Regions from separate parts of the Mus musculus genome. Here regions 1, 2 and 3 are each linked to region 4. The links are chromatin contacts, called in public ChIA-PET, Hi-C and HiChIP or PLAC-seq maps. All regions are on one chromosome and are shown on one strand. The core of a region is the stretch at or near the end of the contact, and the rest is flanking DNA. Distances in the headings are between cores, read along the strand shown. Region 1 overlaps Shroom3 (shroom family member 3). Region 2 overlaps Shroom3 (shroom family member 3). Region 3 overlaps Uso1 (USO1 vesicle docking factor). Region 4 holds the start of Scarb2 (scavenger receptor class B, member 2).

The links. HiChIP or PLAC-seq counts read pairs in DNA pulled down with a chosen protein or histone mark. Hi-C and Micro-C count contacts between places; a contact is called where the count stands out from the background. ChIA-PET counts read pairs in DNA pulled down with a chosen protein or histone mark.
Region 1: a CTCF HiChIP or PLAC-seq map of the NIH/3T3 cell line shows a contact between it and region 4, with 7 read pairs. The contact joins the enhancer-like site here to the promoter of Scarb2 in region 4. A contact is called at or near these places in 1 of 39 promoter capture datasets (frontonasal cranial neural crest), 1 of 15 datasets of contacts at CTCF or cohesin (the NIH/3T3 cell line), 1 of 484 Hi-C or Micro-C datasets (cerebral cortex) and 4 of 115 datasets of contacts at active chromatin or transcription factors (embryonic stem cells, large pre-B cells and pancreatic cancer cells).
Region 2: a contact with region 4 is called in an RNA polymerase II ChIA-PET map of memory CD8 T cells, with 24 read pairs. The contact joins the enhancer-like site here to the promoter of Scarb2 in region 4. A contact is called at or near these places in 1 of 15 datasets of contacts at CTCF or cohesin (large pre-B cells), 2 of 484 Hi-C or Micro-C datasets (both in cortical neurons), 9 of 115 datasets of contacts at active chromatin or transcription factors (cardiomyocytes, craniofacial prominence, embryonic stem cells and 5 more) and 1 of 9 other capture datasets (adipose tissue).
Region 3: a Hi-C map of CD4 T cells shows a contact between it and region 4, with 2.3 times the contacts expected there. The contact joins the enhancer-like site here to the promoter of Scarb2 in region 4. A contact is called at or near these places in 1 of 484 Hi-C or Micro-C datasets (CD4 T cells), 1 of 115 datasets of contacts at active chromatin or transcription factors (bone marrow-derived macrophages) and 1 of 9 other capture datasets (adipose tissue).

Annotation. Positions count from the first base shown.
Region 1 is chr5:92,932,596-92,935,295 of GRCm38.p6, forward strand. Shroom3 (shroom family member 3) reads left to right here. Exons shown (of 11, transcript NM_015756.2): 4 at 1,159-1,290. Among named protein-coding and RNA genes, the nearest start is that of Gm36764, 75 kb to the right of the region's middle. Within about 2 kb of position 1,441, at least 49 of the 459 cell types and tissues checked have an H3K27ac peak or open chromatin away from gene starts, as enhancers often do. A contact at or near this core is called in the NIH/3T3 cell line and pancreatic cancer cells, where this site is marked.
Region 2 is chr5:92,963,492-92,966,191 of GRCm38.p6, forward strand. Shroom3 (shroom family member 3) reads left to right here. Exons shown (of 11, transcript NM_015756.2): 11 at 865-2,268. The coding sequence ends at 1,233. Among named protein-coding and RNA genes, the nearest start is that of Gm36764, 44 kb to the right of the region's middle. Within about 2 kb of position 1,385, at least 21 of the 459 cell types and tissues checked have an H3K27ac peak or open chromatin away from gene starts, as enhancers often do. A contact at or near this core is called in memory CD8 T cells and pro-B cells, where this site is marked.
Region 3 is chr5:92,164,715-92,167,439 of GRCm38.p6, forward strand. Uso1 (USO1 vesicle docking factor) reads left to right here. Exons shown (of 24, transcript NM_019490.1): 5 at 1,817-1,917; 6 at 2,312-2,414; 7 at 2,564-2,619. Among named protein-coding and RNA genes, the nearest start is that of Gm25290, 27 kb to the right of the region's middle. Within about 2 kb of position 1,452, at least 29 of the 459 cell types and tissues checked have an H3K27ac peak or open chromatin away from gene starts, as enhancers often do.
Region 4 is chr5:92,504,388-92,507,189 of GRCm38.p6, forward strand. It overlaps Scarb2 (scavenger receptor class B, member 2), which reads right to left and starts at 1,270. Exons shown (of 12, transcript NM_007644.4): 1 at 805-1,270. The coding sequence starts at 921.

The sequences.
Region 1 (2,700 bases), core at 191-2,690, 430 kb after region 4:
CCCCAGAGGAGGGGACACATATGGCTCAGTCAAAGATTGGGTCTCTCTTTCTACCCTCATGTGGGTTCCAGGGGTCAAACTCAGATTGTCAGCTTTGTATGGAAGCGTCTTTGCCAGTGTCTGAGCCATCTGGCTGGCCCTGCCCCGTCTTTATAATTACTCCAATACTTCAGAAATACTTGTTAGAGCTGGAAGAGTGGTTACGATCAGTACTTCCTCCTATCCGTTCTCATTCCCTTCGTCATCCATCCTCAACTTCTTCCTCCCCCCTTTGCCCATCCTTTTAGGTAGGCCTGACTAACGGGCTTGTCCCCCTGGCTCTATCCCATCAACTCTCTCACAGCAAATTCGAGGGCTTGGGATACGTTACATCTATCATCTTCATCTTATCAAGGGACTTCCTGAATCCCAAAGTGTTTCTAAACTAGAGAAATATTTCCACACAATCTCATAGCTGTCAGCATGGGATGCCTGGATGGTCCTCTCACTTTGATGCCAAAAATACTGCCCAGCAGCTGACTCGTGCCTCTGACTCCTTGTAGAGCTCATTCATGCTCAGTCTAAAGGATACCCACGCTTTCTCCTTGGCTCCATCAGATCTTTGTGCTTTAACGGCAGGATGCTTAAAGGTTGAAGTCACCAGCTTGCAAAATGAGAAAGTCTTTCCGAGAACACTTTGTTCTCTAGACTGTGGTTTAGAGCGGTCGCTGTCAATGCAGGGCAGCCTCTGACTTCCATACCATTCCTCCGAGACAGTGATAATAGCAGCACCGTCCACCCAGGCTCCGAAAGAGGACTTGAAAAACCCGGGTATGCTTTTTACCGTGCATCTATGCAAAGTCCCTTGGGAAACAGGAAGGAATTTTAGTATTCCTGTTTTTCTATAAAGCTAGAGGTTCAGGAAGACCCAGGCATCCATGTCCTTATATTCAGAAGGCATAAAATACCAACATGTAGGAAGCCTAAATAAAGTTGTACTAACTTTGCAGCATTCCTGTGTGATGTCAAAATAGAAAGTAAAACGGAAGGGACACAGTGCTCGGAGAAGCGAGCAGTACTTTGATTTGTGATCGCTGGGACCCAGGCTACTTCATTTCATGAGGGGACTCAGCTGAGAAGCTGCTGGTGCTGAAGGGTCCCTCTCCTATGTCTCCACAGGTGCAGTGAGCCTGCCACTCGCCCTCACTCGTGGCATACCACCAAATTTGGGGAGACACAGCCTGATGTCAGCATGATGCAGATATCTCAGGGCACAATGGGCCCTCCTTGGCACCAGAGCTACCATTCCAGGTGAGTGGCCACAGCTGGCATCTAAGGGTTTCTCTCTTTCAAAGGTCATGTTTACCCCCAAAATGTCTTTTCTTCATCCTCTTCAAATGCTAACTATGTGGGTGATTCATCCTTACATCACATTCTGAACTAGACTGGGAGACTGGAAATACTTTGATCATGGCTGGTCGTTTGAGATATTTATGGAACCCATTCACAGTCAGCTGTTTCTCAATGCCTATTATAATCCCATATTTGAAAAACTGAAGACTTCCATTCTGGGTGCTTCAATGTCCTGTCTGCACTAGTCAAAAATTGTTCATATTTACAGCTGAATTGGTGATATTCTTATATTTAAATGTTACACTTGATATTTTTTTTCCTCCTTCCATCAAAGCCATCTGCCTAGCATGGCCCTGAAGCAGATAGGAATAGGATAGAGGGTTTTTCAGTGACACATGATGAAATTGACATTGATCTCATGTGACCCCTTCATTTCCCTCTTCTGCATGCAGCACCACTTGAACACATAAGTATTTTGCAGAACAGGAAGTTGAACGGTGCAAAGATTAATCCAAGTATGGACAGCTGATCAGTATGTGAGTCAGGACAGATCTGAGCCAGGTGCCACAGTATGTGCACATAGCTGCTGGGTTACACTTCTGCTTCCTAGTCACCCTGGTGCTAGTTAAGGTTGTTAAAGAATGAACAGAGCCACCCTGAATGTGGCAAACAGAGGGCTCTCTTCTCGAAATCGGGCCTCACGCATCTGAGAGGAACTGGGGAAAGGGGATCCAAACCCAGACACTCAGACATACTGAAGAACAAGCTGAGTCCGGATTCCCCACACCAGCTGTGTGTTCAAGGTCGCATCCATTTGACCCTGAGAACTCAGGGTCCACACAGTATTACCACTTGAGTCAGACAGAGACAGGGCAATGACAGGGAGGTGGAAGGACATTTCAAACATAATAGAAATGAGATGCAGGAAGTGGCATTTGTGTGTGCATGCGTGTTAAAGAAAGCCACTAGGAGGCTTCTGGAAGGATTACTTAACAGATGGTGGCTGTTAGGACTCAATTAGAGCCCCTAAGGATCATGACTTGCTCAAAGGCAAATCATAGACCTCTGAGTGGTAGACACAGGATAAAATTCTCCCGTCATATTAGAAGACACATCAGGCCACAGGAAGAAGTGGTTCCTAATTATCTTCCTTCCTCTAGACCCTCCTTTCCCCATTGTAGATTTTGCAGCCCTTTAAGGGGACCAGTTCACACCATCTGAGCCACCTCTTCCAGAGATTAGGCCCCCACACCGCAAGATTCCCCTTTGCAAGGCCAAGTGTGGGTACCTAGCATGTTGGGAGGCGGGGCGGGAGGGAATAGCAGAGTGCCTGAGGTTTGGGGTTTGACCTTGCTCATTCTCACTCCT
Region 2 (2,700 bases), core at 135-2,634, 460 kb after region 4:
CGGCATATCAGATGCAGGACACATGAAGTATTTCCAGGAAGTCGATGGGCCCCGAAGAGGCGGCAGCTTACTACTGGGCTGGTGTGGGAAACTCTGAAGTACGACACCAACGTCCTTCTTGAACAGAGTTTTACTCATGGATAGAGGCCAAGCAGCAGCCCGGGGTGGCAGGGATGTTGGTTTTGTTAAAGATGAGGAATATATCCCCATTGTTACAGATTGGGAGGCACGGAGTTCAGAGCCCTGCCTGCAGATGGTTTAAAAACCTTTTTTAGCATATATATATATATGTATAAATATGTATATATATGTATATGCATATATATATATGCTAATAGGCAAATACACACACATATATATAAGCTAATAGGCATATATATATATATATATGTGTGTGTATATATATATATATATGCTCCCCATGTGCATTACCAGAAGAGGCCAGAAAAGGGCATGGATTGTCCTGGCCCTGGAGTTGGAGACCATTGTTACTGCCATGTGGGTGCTAGGAATTGAATTCAGATGTTCTACAACAGTCAGTCTGTGCTCCGAACCAGGGCTCCATCTCTCCAGCCCCCTGCAAAGTTTTTATTCAGCAGATGGAGAGGTGGGGCACAAAGTACTCAGAGAACTTGAGGATTGGCTCAGTAAGTGTAGAGCTAAAAAGGGCAGGTTGTTACCACAGCCATTTACCCACCACAGAGTGTTCAACATAAGGAGAGAAAACAGATAGTAATAATGGCTATAGGTACATCCATCCATCCTTCGCACTGTTGAGTAGAGCACTGGTTTGCAGCCCTGTGAGAGGCAGGAGTCTGCCTCCTTGTCTTATGGCTGCCTTACCTGTTCATTTTACCCTGGCAGAGTTCTCTGAACGAGAAAAGGAAGGTTCTGGCTGGCCAGCATGAGGATGCACGGGAGCTCAAGGAGAACCTGGACCGGAGGGAGCGCGTGGTGCTGGATATCCTGGCCAACTACCTGTCCGCCGAGCAGCTGCAGGACTACCAGCACTTCGTGAAGATGAAGTCCACACTCCTCATTGAGCAGCGGAAGCTGGATGACAAGATAAAGCTGGGCCAGGAGCAGGTCAGGTGCCTGCTGGAGTCGCTTCCCTCGGACTTCAGGCCCAAGGCAGGGGCCATCTCCCTCCCTCCAGCCCTCACCGGCCATGGGACTCCTGGGGGGACATCTGTATTCGGTGGTGTTTTCCCAACGTTGACCTCTCCTCTTTAATCGCTCCTGTAAGCCCTGGGCAAAAGCTGCCACTCTCACCACTGTTCAATCTGAAAGCGATTTCACTACAAACTGCGGTTTGAGTTGTGGGTTACTGGGGGCTTCCTGAGTAACAGGAAGAGGCTTTCCAGGAATCTCTCTTGCCTTTCACGGTTGGTCTTCTGCGAGCTTGCACGCTCTGTGGAAGAGAGTCGGTGACCTGCGGCCTGATGGAGGGTGTCTGGCACGGGTTTCCCCAGGCTGAGGCGGCGGAGATGGGTGTGTGGCACCCTCAGGAATGTATCCACAGCGGCCTTCCTTGCTGGTGGGCAGTGCACCCTGATACCAGGGCACAAGTACCAGTCTGCAACACAAAGCCTTAAAAAGACACACACACACACACACACACACACACACACACACACACACACACACGTTAAGAAAACTGTAAAACCCCTGAACGTTTTTGTTATTTATATTTTTAAAAATGAAAAAGATCGTTATGTTTGTGTGCTAACCACTTACTTGATTCTATTTTGTGGTGGATGTAGGCAATTATGTTTGAGCTTTGTATTTCGTGAAAACCTTAATGAAGAATTCCAAAGATAGTCAAATTGAATATGGAGATTTTTGCGGGTTTTTCTTCTGCTCGTTTTGTGTGTATCTGCTGTTGGGTGGCTGTGTGCGCCACAGTAGGTGTGTAGAGTTGTACAGCTTTGTGTGGGTTCCGAGGCCTGACCCTGGGTCATCAGGTTCTCCCATCGCAAGTCTCTTCACCCACTGAGCCCTCTCTCCAGCCCCAGTCAGACGTTAATAAAGATGGGTGGCCATTCTGCACTTGTGCTATGCTGTGAGAGGTCCCAGTTTCCATGGTGATCGGGCCTTGCCACGTTTCTCCAGGAGGACGGCTCAGTGGTGACATCTCGGGGTGTGTTCCTCCTTGACCAGTTTATTCACAAAGACAATAGTTCCCAAGCCTGTGAGAGATGAGTCTAAGCCAGTTCAAAACCGAGTCCGTGCTGCCATCGTAGAGGAAATACACTTACTAAGCGACACAGTCAGGATGGTTTAGTATTTTTTAGAAGCTGGTTTTCCTAAATGTCAGACCTGCAGGTCATGAGAGCTGATTTCTATTGTCAAGTTTCAGTGAAAGCAATTGAGGGGTTCTGTGGTACAAGGTATAAGTCTACTCAAACAAATCAGGATGCCAGCGGGGCTGCAGATGTCCCAGGAGCCAGGCTGGGTACAGCCACTAGAAAAAGTAAGAGTGTCATGTTTTGGGCAGGTGACACACCACAAACTTTCTGCTTGTTGTTGACTTAGAGGCCACCCAGAAGTTTCTTGGCAGCCGTCAGCCAAAGCTCTGTTCTGTGGAGCTTATACACCGTTCAAGTGCTCTGACCCTGACAGGGTTCTTTTCTAATGCTCCGTTCAGAGGGGCCATCGTGACTCAGGAGGCCAGAGAGAAAGCCGTTTAGCAGCCACATT
Region 3 (2,725 bases), core at 202-2,701, 340 kb before region 4:
CATTTCTACGAACTTTTAAATAATTTAGCATTTGTGTATGTTTTATTCTACTATAACAAACACCATGATCAGAAGCAACTTTGGGGATTAAAGGGTTTATTTGGCCTTCACTTCCATCTCACAGTCTATTGTTGAAGGAAGTCAGGGTAGGAAGTTGAAGCGGAAATCATGGAGGAATATGCCTTACTGGCTACTCGCAGGCTTGTACTTGGCCAGCTTTCTGATACACCCCAGGACTGCCTGCTCAGGGATTAGTGCCAAGCATGGGGGCTGAGCTCTCCTGTCACTGAGGCTACACCTTCACCAGGGACTCTCTTGACCTCTCCTCACAGTGCCAGGTTTCAGCTGCTCTCTAAGACACTCCTCCAACCCCACTCCCATCTTTCACCTATCGAGCCTTCAAAACCAGTACCACAAAGGCACTCTTAGACCTTGCTGAGTTCAAGTGTCAGCTTGAGATACAGGCTTGGCCCCCTTGGACCACAGGTTCTGTGTATAACCCTAGGGAAAGACTTTGCTGTTGTCCCAGTGAAGCACAGAGATTTCTCCTTAGTGAAGCAGATCTCTTACCAATTGCAGCTGACTTTTCAGCCGTAGCCAGTTAGCATCCCATTGCCCCAGTGAACCTATCTGTAGCTAATCATAGCTAATTCTTCAGTCCCAACAGACCAGTAAGTATACACAGGTTCTTTTTTCTTGGGGGGAGTATATGTATTATATCTGAATGAATGTTTTGCCTGCATGCTTGCATGCCTACCATGTGTTCCCCTGATGTCCATGCAGGTGAGAAGAGTACATCGGGTCCCTCAAACTTGGGCTCTGGAGTTATGGATAGTTTAGGCCACCGTCTGGGTGCTAGGAACTGAACCCAGGAGTCTTTGCTCCTCTTTGAAACCCCATAAGCCAGGCCTCCATTGTCTGTGTTTCTTTCAAGCTTCCTCAAGAATGAATGCCTTGTTGAGTGTTGGATGACTTTTCTAACTCAGAGTTCCAGAACCTCCACAGTCCTCCAACAAAAGGCACAAAAGCCACACGGTTAGCTTTATTCCAGCACCCCACTCCTAGTATTAATTTTTGTTCTAGTTTCATTCAGTTGCTGTGACAAACTCAAGGCCATCATCTTGCCTTAGCCCCATGAGTGCCGGGAGTACAGGCACCACTGCCACTTAGGCCTGTGCAATTTTAATCATTTTATACCTAACATTGTAAAGAAATTCAGTGTTTAATTCTGCTTCTATGGCCAAATACTTGTCTAGGTTCTATATAAAAACAATACTGGTTGATCTGAAGGTGATTGACTTAATTTTATAATCAAACTGTACTGATAGGTACAAATCAGCAGAGACTGCCATTTTGAGGTGTACTGACTTGGAGTATAATTAACGTAAAATACAGTTTGCTCATAGACGTTGTATAGTCTTACAAGTTTCAACAAAAGAGTTCAGTAGTGGTTGATGGGATGTGGCACTGTGGTTAAGCGCTTTCCTGCCATAAAGCAAGCCCTGAGTCCAAACCCCTGCACTGAAAAACAAAATCATATAACCTCTACCACAATCAAGACAATATTTCTGTTGCCCTAAACAAACGTCTTATCCTAATAAAAGTTTAGCCTTACGTTTTTACGGAAATGTGATGCCCAACTGACCTTGAAAGTGAGTTTACAAATACAGTTTCAATCTTAATTGCATTACTGATCCCAGCCGTACTGTTGAATTGTTTATATTCCAGGAAAATTACCATTTCTGTTTAACTCGTCAGTGAAAGGACACTTTAACATAGCATCATGTTGAAGTACTTTGTTCTTTGAATATTACAGAAGAAAATTCTACAAGACAGAGTGAGGATTTGGGAAGCCAGTTTACAGAAATTTTCATTAAGCAGCCAGAAAATGTCACTCTCCTGTTATCTTTGTTGGAGGTAAATAGGGCTCCTTGCCATCCTGTCACGCTAATCGGCTGCTTTCCTTGCCTTTGTGGGTGGTACTTCCTGCACACTTGACCAGGGAGTGAGGGAAGTTTGCTCTATAGCATGCTTTTGAATGCATGGGAAGGATTCACATACTCGATAGAGAAAATAAGTGATCTATTAAAATAATAGCATCCTATTTCTAGTTTTACAAAGTATTTATCATTAACATTTTAGTGAGTTTACTCAATTAACATTAACTTTTCATTTCTTAAAATTCATTTTTAAAGTTCACTGAAATTCTGTTTTTCTCTTGTAGTTTCTTATTGCACTATTAGTTGAAAACAATGTTTTCCTTGAAAATAGCAATTCTAGTTGCTAAACAGCTGAAATTCTTCCATTGCAGGAGTTTGATTTCCACGTCCGTTGGCCTGGCGTGAGACTCCTGACTTCTCTTTTAAAGCAGCTAGGGCCTCCCGTGCAGCAGATCATCCTAGTCAGCCCCATGGGTAAGCGGCTCCCCTGAGGAGCTCTGAGGCCAAAGTAAGGGTCGCTGCCAGGACTGAAGCAGTGACCTGGTAAATTGTAACTTAAATCACCATTCGTGTGTTTGGTTTGCCTGTAATGATGTTTCTGTTCTTATGGTTGTATGTTCTAGGTGTTTCAAGATTAATGGACTTACTAGCAGATTCCAGAGAAATTATACGCAACGATGTAAGTTGATTTGGAAAGGAGAGAGCTTGATGCTTATTTTCCCTTTTTGCGAATATACCTTCATGAGTTACGGAAAGTGCCTTTGGGAAAGGTGGATGTTGGCCAA
Region 4 (2,802 bases), core at 20-2,519:
AAAAGGTGACCCTAGTAACTCTCTCCAGTTCCTCTTTCCACCGTGCCTGGTGAATGTGGGTGAAAGGGTAAAAGAAAAAAGTGACCAGGGTGGCCCCAGGATGGAGAAGTCTTCCACATGACCAGTTTTCAGGCCCCATCAAACACCCTGGGAGACAGGTCCAAATTCGTTAATTACCCAAGTAATGGCTGATGAGCACAAGTATGAAACAGAGACAGGGCTGTCTGCGAGACACAGAGCCGCTAAGCACTAACTGCAATGGATAAAATGTCACCCATTCCTAAAGCCTAGACTGTTTGCCATCTGCTCTGCCCTGCCCTGCCCTGCCCTGCCCTGCCCTACCCTACCCTACCCTGTCCAGCCCAGGAAGGAGAACACAATAGACCTCTCACCCACTTCTCATCCCCAGGCTCACTCCGTTTCAAAGGCTGCGCGGGCAAGCCTACAAAGCCAGCCTCTTCTGCGGTGCTTTTACGCATTTCTATTTCTTTGTCAAGTGCGAGGGAAACAGGGCTCAACATAGACCGGGTGCGTAGAGGGGTGTGGAGAATTGCTAAGGATAGAACGGAAACGCAAGGCTTTTCTACAAAGTCGAGATCTGTAGACTTACAGGTTATTTAAAAGGAAGAGTCACCTCAAGTCTCCACATCCTGCCAACCCGGGGAGGCAAACAAGAGCTGTGTTCTGCAGGCTCGGCGCCAACGCAACTCTCCCCACACAGGGTCCGCAATGGGAGGGTGGCCTAGAAAGACACCACACACACACACACACACACACACACACACACACACTAGCCTGCCTCACCTTCTCGATCGTCTGGTCTACCGCCTTCTGAAAGACTCGAGCCACTAGCAGCGTGACGCTGGTCACCAGCAGCAGCAGAGACAGCGTCCCCGCCGTGTAGAAGCAGCATCTGCCCATACTGCGCGCAGCTCACCGGCCAGGCCTGGGACCGAACGGCGAGCTGGAACAAGCCTCCGCCAAGGCCGAGCAGCAGCCGCCCAAAGCCCGGGGCCCCTGCGGCTCCCGCACCTTCTCCGTGCGTGTTCAGCCGCTGCCCGCGCAGTGCGCACAGCCCTGGAGTAGATACCGGAATGAGCAGCAGAGCCGGTGCGATCGCGAGTGCCGGGGCCGCCTGGCTTTCGTTTTCTCCGGCTGCTGCAGCCAGGGAGGTGCAGGGAGCGCGCAGAGCGGTGACGCGGGCTGGTGGGGCTCGCCAGCAAGCCGCGGCGGCGGTGATGGTGACGGCTGGCGACTGCGCCGGGAAGCGGGAGGGGCCGGGCGGAGGCCTTCAGTCATGTGCCCTGCAGCGGCCCCTGCGATTCGGCGGGGTTGCGCCTGCATCCTCTCCCTGCAGGCGGCGCGGTCATCCAGGGAACTGAAATCGCCCTTCCCCATTCGCTCTGCCGCTTTCTTTCTCCTTCAGATCTCTGCTGAGGGCCCACGGTGGGCCAAGCATGGGGAACCCCGGCTGGACGCGCGGTTTCCCTTACTCCAGAGGATCTCCCGAGTTCCTTGGAAGATTTAAGTACAATGTAACTAATGCTTTTACAAGGTGCCTGCTGACTTGTGCCTGATTTGTACCTGCAGAGCCTTGTTGGGTTGAACTGGGTCTTCAGGAATAAGTCAGAGTGTGTCCTCAAGAAAGTGAGGAGGAGGCGTTTGCCTCCGCAGACTGAAGGCAAGGGAGTTAACTGTTGAGTAGTCTAGGCCTTATGCTGTAGGGTTTGTGGTGCCAAGCCCTCGGAGATCAGATTTTGAAAGGCTCTGTGTCCTGATAAAGGGCGTTAACAGAGAAGCAAGTCAAGTAGAGCAGGTGTTTGTTGTCTATTTTGTCATCATCAGTTGAATAAGGGTTAGTTCCGTGACTGGCACACACATACAGACACACAAACACGCGGCAGCCCTATTATGAAGCAGAAAGAAGTGCTGTACAGGTTGTAAGAGGAACTGGAGTTGGGATGTGGGGGGTGGGGTGTGATTTCGTTAATGGGAAAAGGCAAGTAGGGAAGCTGGGTGCAAAGTAATACCTACAAGTTCAGCAAAGCCGTGGGGAGAGAGTAGTCCTTGAGGCAAACTGGCATGTCCCCAAATTCTGACATATCTCAGATGTAGACCTGCCTTAAATATCCCTGTTGTGCTTAATCAGCGGACTGGGAGCAACCTTGAGAAGTTAGTCTTTACCAGCTTGGGATAGATTTCAGTCGTGTTCAACAGCTGAGAGGCTCATCAGTCACTAATGCCATCTGCAGGGGAAGATCTGAACTGACATTTTCTTGGCCAGGCCAGTGTCCTTATCATTAAGGAGTCAGCCCACCAGGATGGAAAACACTCAAATAATCGTGACACTGGAGGCAGCCTGTACCATAGAGGGAGACCTTGTCTCAAAAGAGGAAAGAAAACAAGCAAAATAGAAGCACACAAAAGAAGCTCTGTCTTAAAATTGAAAAAATAGATAAAGGAAAAAACCCAGCAGAGTAAAATAAAATCTAAAAGAAAATGGGGGGGGGGAGGTATGTGCAATGAAAAAAATGAATTTAGATGAAAGTTACACTGTTGCTGGTGTACTACATAGTTAGTTAGACTCAGGACAATTGCACCTGCACAGATTTCTCTCTCTCCTCTCCCTCTCCCTCTCCCTCTCCCTCTCCCTCTCCTCCTCCTCCTTCCTCCTCCTCCTCCTCCTCCTCCTCCTCCTCCTCCTCCTCCTCCTCCTCCTCCTCCTCCTCCTCTTCTTCTTCTTCTTCTTCTTCTTCTTCTTCTTCTTCTTCTTCTTCTTCTTCTTCTTCTTCTTCTCCTCGT